Regions from separate parts of the Sus scrofa genome. Here region 1 is linked to region 2. A link is a contact called in public Hi-C data. All regions are on one chromosome and are shown on one strand. Each heading gives the region's core, a stretch centred on a gene start, on an enhancer-like site or on the middle of the called end of the contact. The rest is flanking DNA. Distances are from core to core; before and after follow the strand shown. Region 1 overlaps MDGA1 (MAM domain-containing glycosylphosphatidylinositol anchor protein 1). Region 2 has its middle 64 kb from the start of CCDC167.

Region 1 (6,994 bases), core at 501-3,000, 100 kb before region 2:
AAAGAGGCCACACAGCAAAGAAGGAGCCCAGCTTGGAATCCTGGAAGGTCAGAGGTAACAGGCCTGGGGGTCCCCTGGCCCCTGGCTGCTCAGTTTAAGAGGCAGAAACCAGTGGTCAGATGGGAGTTCCCTTGAGGCACAGTGGGTTGAAGATCCAGCATCGTCACTGCAGTGGCTTAGGTCGCTGCTGTGACATGGGTTTGGTCCCTGGCCTGGGAACTTCCATATGCTGTGGGCACAACCAAGGACCACACCAACCTCTACCTGCCAGTGAACACACCTTCTCTCTCACATCTATCTTCCAAGTCAGATCTGGGCTTTAGGTTACTGAAGGGAGTGTGTGTGTGTGTGTGGTGTTTATGCACACGTGCATACATGTGGCTTCACGTGCCAAGGCCAGCAGGCAGGAGACATGAGAGGCTTTCTCTAGATCAAACCACCCCACCTTCTGGGGCATTCAAGAGGCTGCAGCGAGTTCTCCCCGTCCCTCCTGCTTCTCCCCGGCTCCCCTGCAGCCATGGCCCCAGGCATTGCCCACTGGTACAGCGGGAGGGCTCCACACCAAGGGATGCCCTTATGTGCCTGAAGCAGCTTGACACCGACACCGGCCTGGCTCACTCCCTCGCTTTCACAGGAGCTGAGGGAGCAGGGGGCTCTGAGGCTGCCCAGGCTGAGTGTGGGCTGCTTCCCCCCCTGGCCAGTCTCCTCCCCTCATTTCCTTGGAGCTGAGGCCAGTGAAGGCTGTAGCTCCTCCAGGCCCCCCTGCAGGATTATAGAACCAGGCTGAGGGGTGAAAGGAGTGATTGGTGGGGAGCCCTGGCTGCTGGTGGAGATCATTGTGTGTGTGTGTGTGTGTGTGTGTGTGTGTGTGCGCGTGTGCACGCACAGAACCAGTGACATGAGATAAACTGCTCTCACCAGGCTCCTCAACAGGAGCTGAATACATTGCCCAAGCCCTCCCTGCCCTGGGCACAGACGCTTCATCAGTACTTTTCGTGCACTCATAGATACACGTGGGCGTGTGTGTGCTGAAGGTGTGGGTGCGTGTGACAATGCACACAGACCGTGTGTTTACGTGCAGGGAGTCATGTGTGTATGTGGCGGGGGACTGCAGACCTCCTTGGGGACTTCTCGGGTCCACCTTTATCCCACTGCTCCTCCGGGAAGCCCCTGGTCGTCCTTGCCTTGTTTCCCAGCTGGGGGCAGGAACGGGCATCCAGCACTTAGGACCATCACCCGAGCGCTTCTGTCCAGCCTGGGTTATAGCTGCCCCCGCCCCCTCTAGGAGACCTGAAGTGGGGGCAGGGACAGGCCGAGGCTGGCCTGAAGCTCCTGGCTAATTTTCCCGGCCTCCATCGATCCAGCAGCTTCTCCTGAGTCTATTAGCAGTCGGCGAGTGAAAATATCCCCCATCGCAAGCCCTGACCTGAGACAGGGAGGAATCCATAGCAATTTGTTCAAACAGAGGAAAGCGTTTCCCTCTGATTTGTATTCCAATTTATTCCAGGCAGGAAAGGGGTCAGGGTGGGGGGATGAGCCCTGGCACGGCCAGAGCTGGGCCCAGGCCACCCCCTCTGCCCCCCATGCCAGTCCGGGTGGCAGCTGGTGCTCCCCATGGTTCCTGGGGTGGGGGTGAGGAAGGGAGGGTGGGCCCCAGCCGGGGGACGGGAAGAGAGACCCGCCAGCCTTCCCAGCAGGCCCCGCTTGGCTGGAGAGCTCAGTTGTGGGTTTGGTTTTTACAAAATACAAAGCCGCCCGCTTGGAGCCTCTCTTCCCAGGCACTGGGGTCTGTGCCAGGCGTGCGCTCACCCGCTGTGCCCGTGCCAGGGTGGGGGCTGGGCTGGGCGCACGGACACAGTGGCCCCAGCTGGGCTGAGTGGCTGGGATGCTTCTTCTCCCGAAGTCCTGCCCAGCCAGCCTCGGAGGAACAGAGCTGCTCAGGCTCGGAGGGGCACTGGCACCTTGGAAAGGCCCCTTGCAGGGCAGAGGGGCCCTCAGAGGGATCCCTGAGCACATCTGCGGTGTTCATGCCTCACTCCAGGTCTGAGCAAATTGGAGTTCACGCTTGTCCTAACCAGGAAGTCTCTCGAGCACCTATGATAACAAGGGCCCTGGCTGACATGTATTAAGTACCAGCCACTTGCTGGGCACTGTGCTAACGCCGCCAAGCCCCCAGCTTTTGCAGGGCCCAGGCTTCTTCCTGCACCTCACTTTCCCGCATCTTCTGCATGCTTCCGTCACCTCCTGCACCCACCTCTGCTCAGTGTTTCTCAGTTTCTCCTGGGAGTCCCTTCTCTCTTCCCACTTGAGGGTGGCCCTAGTGATCGAGGGGCTCAGGATGGGTGCCTCTGCAGCCCCCCTTTTCCAGAGGGACTTCACAAACAGGCTAGCTGCCTTTCTTCTGGGTCACTCCTCTCTGCCCCACCTCGCCTTCCCCGCCCCGCCAAGGGCCCCAGCCTCTGCAGAAGTGGCTCCATGGCAACCAGAGAGGAGGATTCTGGGAAGGGTCAGCCAAGTGGTCCTGCAGCTCCCCCACCCCAGGCCCCTGCCCTCCACCATTTCCATTCCCTCCTGCCTCAGCGCCCCCAGGGAGCAGAGTAACTGGAGAAGTTCTTCACACTGAGGTGTCAATGACTAGCAGCTCTGAGGTCAGCTGTCGCACATGACTGCCAGGCTCCATGACACCGCCAAGGTCTAATTTCAGAAGCAAGCAACTAAATATATCAGAGTCCATGAATAGTCATCTTTCTCACTCAGGCGGGAGTGTAGGGAGGCAGCGTGGCCTGAAGGCTCGGATCAGAGGCTTCTGAAATAGATCAGGGTTCGAGTCCTGCCTCAGCTGCTCTTTGGTTGTGTAATCTGGGCAGGTTGTACTCTGTGCCTGAGTTTCCCCAGGCACAAGATGGTGATAATAATAGCACCTTCCTTGGAGTTCCCATGGTGGCTCAGCGGTAACGAACCTGACTAGTATCCATGAGGATGCTGATTCCATCAACACCAGATCCTTAGTGAGGCGCAGGAAGAAGCCTGGGCCCTGCAAAAGCGGGGGGCTTGGTGGCGTTAGCACACTGCCTAGCGAGTAGCTGGTACTTAATACATGTCAGCCAGGGCCCTTGTTATCATAGGTGCTCAAGAGAGACTTCCTGCTTAGGACAAGCGTGAGCTCCAACTTGCTCAGGAGGTTAAGGATCTAGCGTTGCTGTGAGCTGTGATATAGGTCGCAGATGAGGCTCAGATCCCGCATTGCTGTGGCTGTGGTGTAGGCCGGCAGCTGCAGCTCCAATTTGACCCCTAGCCTGGTAACTTCCATATGCTACAGGTATGGCCCTAAAAAGAAAAAAAAAAAACCAGCGCCTTCCTCAGGGGGCTGTGGCAAGGCACCACTCAGTGGGTTAAGGATCTGATGTTGCCCTGAGCGTCAGTGTACATTGCAAACGGCTTGGTTCTGGTATTGCTGTAGCTGTGGTGTAGGCTGGCAGCTGAAGTTATGGTTTGACTCCTGGCCTGGGAACTTTCATATGCCTAGGGTGCAGCCCTAAAAAAAAAGTTCCCTTTGAGCTATTTTACCAGTTGGGAGATAGGTGTGTTTTGCACCCAGCCCTTTACTGCTCCTCCCGTCGCTGCCCGTTCCAGAACTCACCTTCCTCCTAAGAGGCAACTCCCCCTCCTCTGTCCTCAGCCCCTAGGAGCCTCCTAATGGCAATGATTTTTCTGTCCCTTGCTGTGATTGAACTCTGGGCCAATTGGCCTCCCCCATCTACAGGTCCTTCACTTTTTCTCCCCTAGCCTACTGGGTTTCAAGTCATTTACAGGTTGTGCAGAGGCTCAGCATTATAATCAGATCCTACGGTGCATGCCACTTATGTGGTTTCTAAAATTTTAGCCAAAAAAGGTGAGAAATCCTTCAATGATGGAGAAAAAAAAATAATGAGAATACTTAAGGTGGGGGGGGCAGGTATTACATTTCCATTTCCTGGTTTATAAATATACCGGATGGTAAAGAAAATATGTTCTCCAACTTTATGCCTCCAGAATTGACTCTTGAAAAAAAAAAGGATTGTTCATCCCTTTCAGGAATTTAACGTGCTTTCCCTCCCAGGGGTGTTCTCCTTTCAGAAGGGACACAGAAGGAGAATGAACAGGAGTTCCTGTCGTGGTGCAGTGGTTAACCAATCTGACTAGGAACCATGAAGTTGCGGGTTCGATCCCTGGCCTTGCTTGGTGGGTTAAGGATCCGGCGGTGCCGTGAGCTGTGGTGTAGGTCACACATGCGGCTTGGATCCCGCATTGCTATGGCTCTGGCGTAGACCGGTGGCTACAGCTCCTATTAGACCCCTAGCCTGGGAACCTCCATATGCCGCGGGAGCGGCCCAAGAAATAGCAACAACAAAAAGACAAAAAAAAAAAAAAAAGAGCTGAAGGAAGCAACAACGGTGTGAGCTCTGGACGTCTGGGGAAGAGCAGTCCAGCAGAGGGAGCTGCAAGTGCAAAGGTCCTGAGGTGGAAGTAGGCTTGGCCTGCTTGAAGGGCCACAGGAAAGCAGCACGGCTACAGCCCAACCGGAGGTGGGGATGGCAGCAGATGCAAGGCATGGCAGGCGGTTGAGAAAAGCTATGCCTTTGACTTGAAGTGGGATGGGAGCCACAGTAGGATTTTGAGCGGAGGAGGATTGAGAGCTGACTTATTGTTGTAGGGATCCCTCTGGCTGCTTGTGGAGAACAGACTGTACCAAACAAGGGAGGAAGCAGGGTAGACCTCCGGATGGAGGCTGCGGTAAAGATCCAGGCCGGAGACGGTGGTGGTGGCTAGGACCAGGTTGGTGTTGCAGGAGTCAGATTAGGAATCAGTTCCGAAGGTCGAGCTGGTAGATTGGGCATGGGGTGTGGAGGAGAGAGGTCGGAGGTGAATCCCCGGTTTCTGGCTAATGGTGTGTTTTCACTGATGGCGGGTGAGGAATGGCTCTCAGGCACTGGGGACGTTGAGGGGCAGTACGTGCCACCCTCCCGAGGTCAGGGGTCGTCGAGAGAGGCAGAACGCTAATGCCCCTTGCATCTCTGCTCCCAGGTTTGTTTGGGTTTTCTTTTGGCTTTACCTGAGGCATGTGGAAGTTCCCAGGCCAGGGATCAAACCTGCACCATAACAGTAACCCGGCTGTAGCAGGGACAACACCTGATCCTTAACCCTCTTGGCTGCCAGGGAACTTTGCTCCCTGGTTTTTAACCCTTCAGAGTTCATTCTCCTCCCACCTTCTGAGCTGGGGTGAAGGTCCAGCCTGGAAGAACTGGACGAGGGCTGCTTTAAGAGCTTTCAAGCAGGAGTTCCCGTTGTGGCACAGTGGTTAATGAATCTGACTAGGAACCATGAGGTTCTGGGTTCAATCCCTGGCCTTGCTCAGTGGGTTAAGGATCTGGTGTTACCGTGAGCTGTGGTGTATGTTTCAGACGTGGCTCGGATCCCACGTTGCTGTGGCTCTGGCATGGGCTGGCCGCTACAGCTCTGATTAGACCCCTAGGCTGGGAACCTCCATATGCCACGGGAGCGGCCCTAGAAAAGGCAAAAAAGACCAAAAAAAAAAAAAAAAAAAAAGAGGTTTCAAGCAGTCAAAGAGTTCCCGCTATGGTGCATCAGAATCAGCAGCATCTCCAGAGCACTCAGACACAGGTTCAGTCCCCGGCCTAGCACTGTGGGTTAAGGATCCAGCATTGCTGCAGCTGGTGGGCATAGGCTACAACTGCAGCTCAGATCTCATCCCTAGCCTGCGAACTCCATATGCTGTGGCGCCACCAAAAAAGGGGAAAAAAAGAGAGAGATTTCAAGCAGTCAGATTATGACACCTATAATTCCACCTCATGGCTGGGCGGAAGGATGCCCAGGATCCCAGAGTGGCCTGGGCTGAGGGACCAGATGTTGCCTCACCAGACTGGTGACAGTTGGCTCTGCAGGAACACCATCCTCCCTCCCCTGCCCTTCTGTCCTGGGGTCTGAGGCCCCACCTGCTCTCAAGCCACAAGATTGATTTTGCTTTCAGGGTTGTTATTGTTATTATTATCCACTTAAACAACCTCATAGGAAAAAAAAAGGAACCCAGTGACCATCAAACATTCACCATTCATTCGAAATTCCCAGCCCATACTTGTCAATATATTTTTACATAGTGGTAAACAGTGGTCCGTTCTGCTTTCTCGGCCGACTTTATCTCCTACACACGTCTCCAGGTATTGACTGAGCCCTCAGACCTGTCAGTTTAATGGCGTAGGGCACCCCCTGCATCGACACACTGGAGTTTGGTCACCATTTCTTCAGTGCTGGGCTTTTGGGCCGATGCCAATTTCTTTTTCTTCTAAATAGCTCTGCCGTGAATATCCTTATGTGAATTACTTTTTCCTTTTAAATTATTTCCTTGGGGCCTATTCCCCAAAGTGAGATTGCCTCATAGGTCATAGGATAGGAACAGTTTTATGGTTCTCATTTTGCACTGCCAGGCTGTGCTACAAAAAGTTTGAGCTCGACTTGTGCCCAGCCCAGCACAATGGATTTTATCATTTTAATTTATTTTCACTGGTTTAATAGGTGCATTATGGCCTGCTTCCAGTTTTCACTTCCTGAAGCCATGTTGGGGTCTTTCCACACCTAATAACTAGACCTCATCTATCCAGACCTTTGCAGTTTACATGGCGCTTTCTGATATGTCATCTCACTTAATAAGATGAGCCTAATATTATTGGCCTCTGTTTTAAATGGTGAAATGGGGGTTTAGTTAAGAGCCGGAGCAGAGCCTCTGGTCAGTTCTTGCAGGTTGGGTTGGAAAGAACTCCCACCCAGCTGCCACCATCCTACTCTTCTCTGAGTGCCTGGGGTCCCCAGAGGGACACGTCAGCCCTGACCCAGTGCCTCAGCCCCCCTTGTCCCTTTTGGCTCCTGCAGCCAGGTCTGTACCAAGTCACAGACTGTGCCCTGTGCGTCAGGCTTGGGTCTCAGCTCCTGGGAGTGGGGG
Region 2 (6,749 bases), core at 904-3,403:
CTCCGAATAAGAAGACAGGTTATTAGTACAAATTTGATCAAAATGACACATGGATTAGCATGTACGCTGCAAAGTCTAATTCTGTTTACTGTTCTAGGGGAGCATGCAATTATTACAGGAGCTGGGACAGAGTGTTTTTAATAACATTTCTTGTTAAGATTTAATTACAGGAAATTGTATTTTCTTAATCACTGAAAACTCAACTGGCTAGGAAAAGAATTGTGATAATTTTGTTTGCAGTTTATTAAATCCTTAGGATATTCTTTCTCTTACATTTGCTTTTATTATGTGCTGCTGCTAAGTACTTTTTAACCCTTGGAGCTGTGAGGAGGGAGGCCTCCCCCGTGCCTCTGGGCCCCAGGCGCTCCACACCTGACAAACTTGCGTGCCAATGACCCCATCAACTAAAGCAACTCGGGAAGCTGAGGTGTTCGGTTCCCTGCTGGGTAAAAGAACAGGGATGCTCCTGTGTGCAGGTGGTGGGCTGAGAAGCTGTTTCCAGACAATCTGGCTCTGCACCAGCCTCCCCTGGAAACCCGGCCCAGGGTATCTCCCTGTCAGGAACACTGAACAAGATGGCAAAAGTAACAGCATCACCCATTCTTCACTCACAGGGTGTTCCTGACCATCTCAGGAGGTCCAGAGCCTGGAGAAGTGCCTTGAGGGTAAGCCGGCTGCTGGAAAACTTTGAGGGATGTTTCAGTGCTGTAACTGGCCTTGCGTGAGCTTCCTTGCCAGACTTGAGCTAGGAACTGAAGATATAGAAATGGATGTGACAGAGCCCTGCATGGATGTCCACAGGGCCCTCCCACTTCCCTTTCTGCAGTTTCTGGGTGTGCGTGAGAGGGCACAGGGAGGCCAGGGTCGCAGGAGAGAGGTTTACACTGAGAATGTGTGAAAACCAGAGGCACAAAGGAGCCACAGTCTATACCAGTTCCTCTAGGAAACCAGGCTTGGGGAAAACATGCAGTATTACCAGCAACATAAGGAGTGATGCTTATAAAACCAATGTGAGACGTTGGCCCCTCAGGGATTTGTGCTGCCGTGGTTAAGTAAGAATTCGCCAGCTAAAGGATTTTCCAGCATCTCTAACTGAAAAATCTTGTGATCCCAGAAGTGTGTGTGCACGCATGTGCACGTGTGTGTGAGTGTGTGTGTTGGTGGGGATCCTGTGCACCTGCACCATAGTTCCATCTCCACCTGACCCCATGACTTGCCAAGACTGGATCATCTCCACTAAGCCTTTCTTTCCTCCAGGCAGCTCCACCCTTTCTGTAGCAAGTGCACCTGTGTCTAGCCTAGGGCTCTCCTGCTGCAAATCAGACCCATGTCCCCTTGATCTTTTGGGAGGTAGGAGAGAGGGACATTGAGACAATGAATGGAATTCCCAACAGAACAGCCTCATCTGCTGCATCTCCCCTTCTTTCCGCTCCCCTCTAAACTCTGAGCCCCCAGCTCTCTTAACCAGCCCCCAGTGGCCTCTCTGTTTTCCCCACATCCCTTTGTTCTCTGGGGCTGGAGAAAGCAGGTCTGACAAGGTTAACCCCTGATGGTGGAATGTACGACATCAAAGAGGCGGCAAGAGAGGTGATGGATAATAGATGGCTGGAAGCATGAATGATACATATGCAGATAAATGATGGATAATGGGGTCTGCATGATGTATAGGCGGATGCCGAGTAATAGAAGTGTAGATACACATAGATTGATAGAGACAGTTTCAGAGACAAAATACAAGGGGGCAGCCAGGGAACCTTTCCAGGATCTGTGGTAGATGCCTTGACCCTAGAAAGCCAGGGAAATAAGAGGCAGGACCAGTACCTAGTGAGACAAGGCAGAGAGATATACATAGAGAAGGGCTTCCTGAACAGAGGGGACTAGAGAAAAGACATCCAGCAAGGGATGGACACCTTACATCCACAGATGCTGCTGCTGCGCAGGTATCCGTGGGAGGTCACAGGATACAGGGGGTGAGCTGGAGGAGCTTGGCCGCACAGACGGGTGATGGATGGCCAAGAGATGAGGAACAGATGGGAGGGCCCAAAGATCAGGACGCTCGCCACTTCTCCCCTTGGCCTCCCTCTGCGCCCGGCTGGGCTCTCAGGGGAGCCTGGGTGCGGGCTCCACGGTGAGGTGCTGCTCCGCTAGTGGCCGCGCGGGGGCGCCCACGGCCGGGGTACTCGCGTGGAGGGGCAGGGAGGGGCTGCGGGCGGCTGTGGATCCGCGCTCCCCGCATTCATTTCCAGGCCGGCTGGGCCCACGTGACCCCCTCCCCGCCTCCCTGACTTCATACATAATGTCCCTGGTTGAAAACCCCTCCTGAAGGAAGGGCGAGAGAAAGGCTGCTTGCTGGGCTGCTTGCCCAGAATCGGAGCAAGTCTTTGAAGCCCGCCTGCCTCCCAGGGCTGCCGGAATCGGGTTTGCTCCTTTACCCTGTCACTCCCTCTGCTTGTCCCTCTTGGCCTGTTTTAAACCCTTTCCCTCCCGCCTCCCCTCAACACTCAGAGTCTTCCCTACCCCAGCTCCTCTGGAGCCAGCTGGTACAGAGAGGAGAGACAGTGAGGGAAGCTATTGTTCTGGAAAAGGCAAGGCCAGCTCCTGAGAGAATGGGGGCCTGGAGGGTGGGCTGGAGCAGATAAGAGCCTCTATCTGCTGAAGCTGGGGTGGGGGGGGTCTGTCACAGCCAGAAGCCAGCTCAGCAGCCACTCCCTCCTCCCCCCAGACACACAGATGGGGAATAGATGCATCCAGGATGGACAGCTGTGGACAGCCCTCCCTCAGGTCTGTCTGCAGCCTGGTTGGTCCAAAACTGTAGAAGAAGAGATAGGAAGAGCCTAGCTCCCAGCGGAGCCGCCCCCCCCCCCCCCAATAGCAGTGCCCTCAGGGATGGTTGGGGCCTGGAGGTGGAGCTGCCCCTGCTGAACAAAAGACTCCTTGCCTAAACCCCTGCTTTCACGGTGTCCACTGGAAGCAGGAAGTGTGGCCTGGAGCCCTCCAGAGGAGGGACGGGCTACACAGTTCTTTTCAGCGACTGCTTGTTACCCTACCCCAGGGCCGCTGGGAACAGAGAACCATGGAGAACCTTTTGCAGAGAGGCCAACCAGGCAGGCACAGAGAGGTTAAAGGACTGGCTCAGTGCACTACCGCCTGGGAGCGGCAGGGTGGTGGCCACCATCAAACCCAGAGAATTCTCAGTCCTGAAAAGTTACGGAAAGCATCAAAGTAGGAAGAAGGCAAAGAAAGGGACCAACATGTAGGATATTTTTCATGTACTGGTTCCCCCACCTCCAAACAACGGTCAGGTCCTCACCTTGCTTCACATATTGACCCACCCAGCCCCAGGTCATTGCCATTGAGATTTTTTAAAAATCTGGTTACTTTTCTGCTCCTTGAGGGGACACCAGTCTGTAACAAGCAGTGGGGGGGGTTGTCCTGGACTGGCCAGAGTTAGAGCGAGAGAAAGGGCTTCCCAGAGAAAAGGCAGAGGATGGAGGGTGGCGGGGTGGAGACAGCTCAGCAGGAGCAGAAAGAGATTTCAGGATAAAGAAGCAGGGCTCAGATCCAGAGGTCTTATTTAAGAAGCTCAAGGTAGGGAAACCCTGTAGGGTTTTGAGCAAAGGAAGTGACAAGTAACAAGATTTGTAATGTGGAGGGTGGGTTGGCGGCGGTTGAGTCTAGACATAGACTGATCGGCCCATTAGGAGGCCACTGCAGTGGTCCAGGGGGAATGATGGGGAGTCTCATCAGGATTGGGTTGGGGAGAAGAGAGAGTCAAAAAATATTTTGGAGGAGTTTCTGTCATGGCTTAGCAGGTTAAGAACCCAACTAGTATCCATGAGGATGTGGGCTGGATCTCTGGCCTCAATCCATCAGTTAAGGATCTGGGGTTGCTGTGAGCTGTGGTGCAGGTCACATAAGTGGCTCGGATCCCATGTCGCTGTGGCTGTGGCCAGCAGCTGCACCTCTGTCCAACTTGACCCCTAGCTTGGGAACTTCTATATGCTGCAAGTGGAGACATAAAAAGAAAAAAAAAAAAACAATATTTTGGAGGTCAGAGCATCAGAATCTAAGAGGATGGAGACAGAGTGAACGAGGTTGAAGTCAGGGCTGCTTCCTGGGTGTCTGGCCTGGGTGGGGGTGGACAGTCTGACGGCCCTCTGAAAAGTCAGGCCCAGGGAAGAGCAGACTCAGGAAGCTCCCCAGTTTGGAGCGTGTTGAGTTGGAGGTCTCTTAGGGCGCCTAGACCCACTCTCCAGGGATGGTTAGATTTTCTGAGCCCCATGGACACAGGCTGGACCAGCAATGTTTGTGATGGTTGACATCCCAAGGGGAAATAGAGGTGATTGCCCAGGAGAGAGAGAAGAGCAAGGGCCAAGGTCAGAAGGAGCCTAGAAGGACTCTCGGAGAGAGAAGGAAGTCGCTAGAATGCTGGGTGAGGGAGGGAGGGAGGGAGGGAGTGGTGCCAGGTCAGGTGCAGCAGAAAGACCTGGTGAGGAAAACAGACAGTGCCCCGTGGACTTGGCACTGGGCATTTTATTCATCATCAGGGACTAGCTAGAAACGGAGGGAACTGCCAACCTGAGCGATTCAGAGAGCGTTTAATGAAGATGTGGACAAGGGGCAAGGTGGAGGGGAGTCTGGGGTTGTGAGGGGGAGGGAGGCGGTGAAGCTCCAGGGCTGCTGACAGGCCAGCCAGGCCTGAGGAGGGCTGAAGGGGGCGCCGCTGGACAGGAGCTGCGGTCTGGTGTGGAGGGACGTGGCCAGCCTGCAGCTCACAGGAAGCAGGTCAGGAAGTTAAAGACCAGCCTCATTCTCCTCCCCTCCTCCATCTCCCATGTGCCTCCCCAGTGGAGGGGCCCAGCCCAGAGCTAGAGGGCATGGAGCTTGGGCCAGGCAGCCCACAGAGGCCAGCGCTGGAGCCCACCCACTACCTACCAGGCTGAGGGAGCAAGCAGATAAGAACTCTGACCTGTGTCAGCAGTAACACAGGGCACACTGGACTCAGGCCCCTCTTGCTTCTTTCCTTCAGCTCTGCTGCTGCTGCTTCCCTTTTTTTTAAGGGCCACACCTGCAGCATAACCAGCCTACGAGTTATGTTGTTGCTACAGCTGCCTGCACCACAGCCACAGCAACGCCGGTTCCATGCTGAGTCTGTGACCTACACCACAGCTTATAGCAATGCTGGATCCTTAACCCACTGAGGGGGGCCAGGGATCAAACCCACATCCTCATGGATACTAGTAGGGTTCGTAACTCAGAACAGGAATGCCCTCAGTTCTGCTTTATGCCTGACCAACCATTCCTTCTGGGCACACGTAACCCCACACCCAGCCCCTTCCTGTGTCTCTCACCCCAAAGGGAAGAGCCATCTTCCCTAGAGACGTTGTTGGTCGCCTGCCATCCCAGAGCCAGACATTCTGCCAGGGGCGGGGGCAGGACACCGGTGCTGGGCAGTAGCCGTCTAGGAGTCTCGGGGAAGGAAGTGGCAGCTTCTGGGCAAAGGAGGGACTGACTAAAGCCAGGAGTGTGATAAGGAGGCAAGCTGGGACCAAGAAACAGCCCTTTGTGTTTCTAGATGAAACAGGCGGTGAGAAGACAGCAGAGGGAAACTTTCCTTCTTTGCCTGCTGCTGGGCATGTACCAAAAAATACGGAGCTTTATACTCGCGTACGCCCATAAACACACACGCTTGCATATATATATATATGCACACAAAGCGATGGAGGCACATACACTTGCTTAAACAAACATGCTCGCTCACTTTCCGCTCATGTTCAGACATGCCTACTGAATCAGGGTAGGCAAGGTGATGCTTCATTAACTAACCACTCTCAAATCTCAGTGGCTTAAAAATGCAGAGGGCTCCTCCCTGCACACACTCCCTGTCCATCGCAGCCTCTGCTCATCGGAGTCACTCCAGGACCCTGGCGGATGGACCCTCACTGGTCCCTGTGCCAAGAGAGAAAGAAGACTTCCACAAGGTCCTGCCCAGCAGTTAAATCCTTCTGCCCAGAAGTCACGCTTGCTGTTCTGTTCATTGGTCAGAACTGGTCATATGGTTCCACCCGAGGAAGCCAGAGACCCAGAACTTTATAGCAAATAGCACTTACGTAAAATACAACGTCACACAGGTAGGTGCTCACACACACTCGCTGCGCTTTCCACGGCTTTCTTTTTTTATCCTTTTGTAGCTCTGACTCCTAACGACTCTCCACTTCCCAGCAATCTGAGTCAAAGTCCACTGCCAGGAGCCGGGATCATGGAAACTTCCATCCCCTTTTACTTCAGGCCCTGTCATCCATCTCCCCAGCAGGCCCACCCTCCCTCGCCTCCCCTGCCCGTGCTGCTTCCCTCTGCCAAGGAGAGAGAAGCGGTCTGCACATTCCCCCAGCACTGCTTGCTTCCATCTCCTCGCTCCCTCCCTCCCTCCCTCCCTTCTTGCTGAGATTGCCTGGGGGGCTTGCTGAGTGTGAGCTAGTGGCTTACAGAGAGACTACTAGGAGCACAGGAGGGAAAAGCCCGCAGACACAAAGACCCCAGGATGCAGAGGAACAGACATGGACAGGGGCAGAAGAGAGATGTGAGATGGGGCAGAGAGAGAAGCAGAGGCGGATGACAGAGACAAAAACAGATGACAGAAATAGATGGAAACAGACATAGAGTCTGGGCCAGAGAGGTAAACACAGAAAAGAGCAAAGAGGAGCTCCCTGGTGGCCGAGGGGTTAAGGATCTGGCATTGTCCCTGCTGT

Evidence for each region. Hi-C and Micro-C count contacts between places; a contact is called where the count stands out from the background.
Region 1: a contact with region 2 is called in a Hi-C map of fetal heart ventricle, with 2.5 times the contacts expected there. The contact joins two enhancer-like sites. A contact is called at or near these places in 2 of 5 promoter capture datasets (fetal liver and liver) and 9 of 47 Hi-C or Micro-C datasets (embryonic fibroblasts, epiblast stem cells, fetal heart ventricle and 3 more).

What each region holds. Positions count from the first base shown.
Region 1 is chr7:33,247,632-33,254,625 of Sscrofa11.1, reverse strand. The region is part of intron 1 of MDGA1 (MAM domain-containing glycosylphosphatidylinositol anchor protein 1); the gene reads left to right. Among named protein-coding and RNA genes, the nearest start is that of MDGA1, 18 kb to the left of the region's middle. Within about 2 kb of position 1,750, at least 20 of the 83 cell types and tissues checked have an H3K27ac peak or open chromatin away from gene starts, as enhancers often do.
Region 2 is chr7:33,146,220-33,152,968 of Sscrofa11.1, reverse strand. It overlaps LOC102165560. Among named protein-coding and RNA genes, the nearest start is that of CCDC167, 64 kb to the right of the region's middle. Within about 2 kb of position 2,153, at least 17 of the 83 cell types and tissues checked have an H3K27ac peak or open chromatin away from gene starts, as enhancers often do.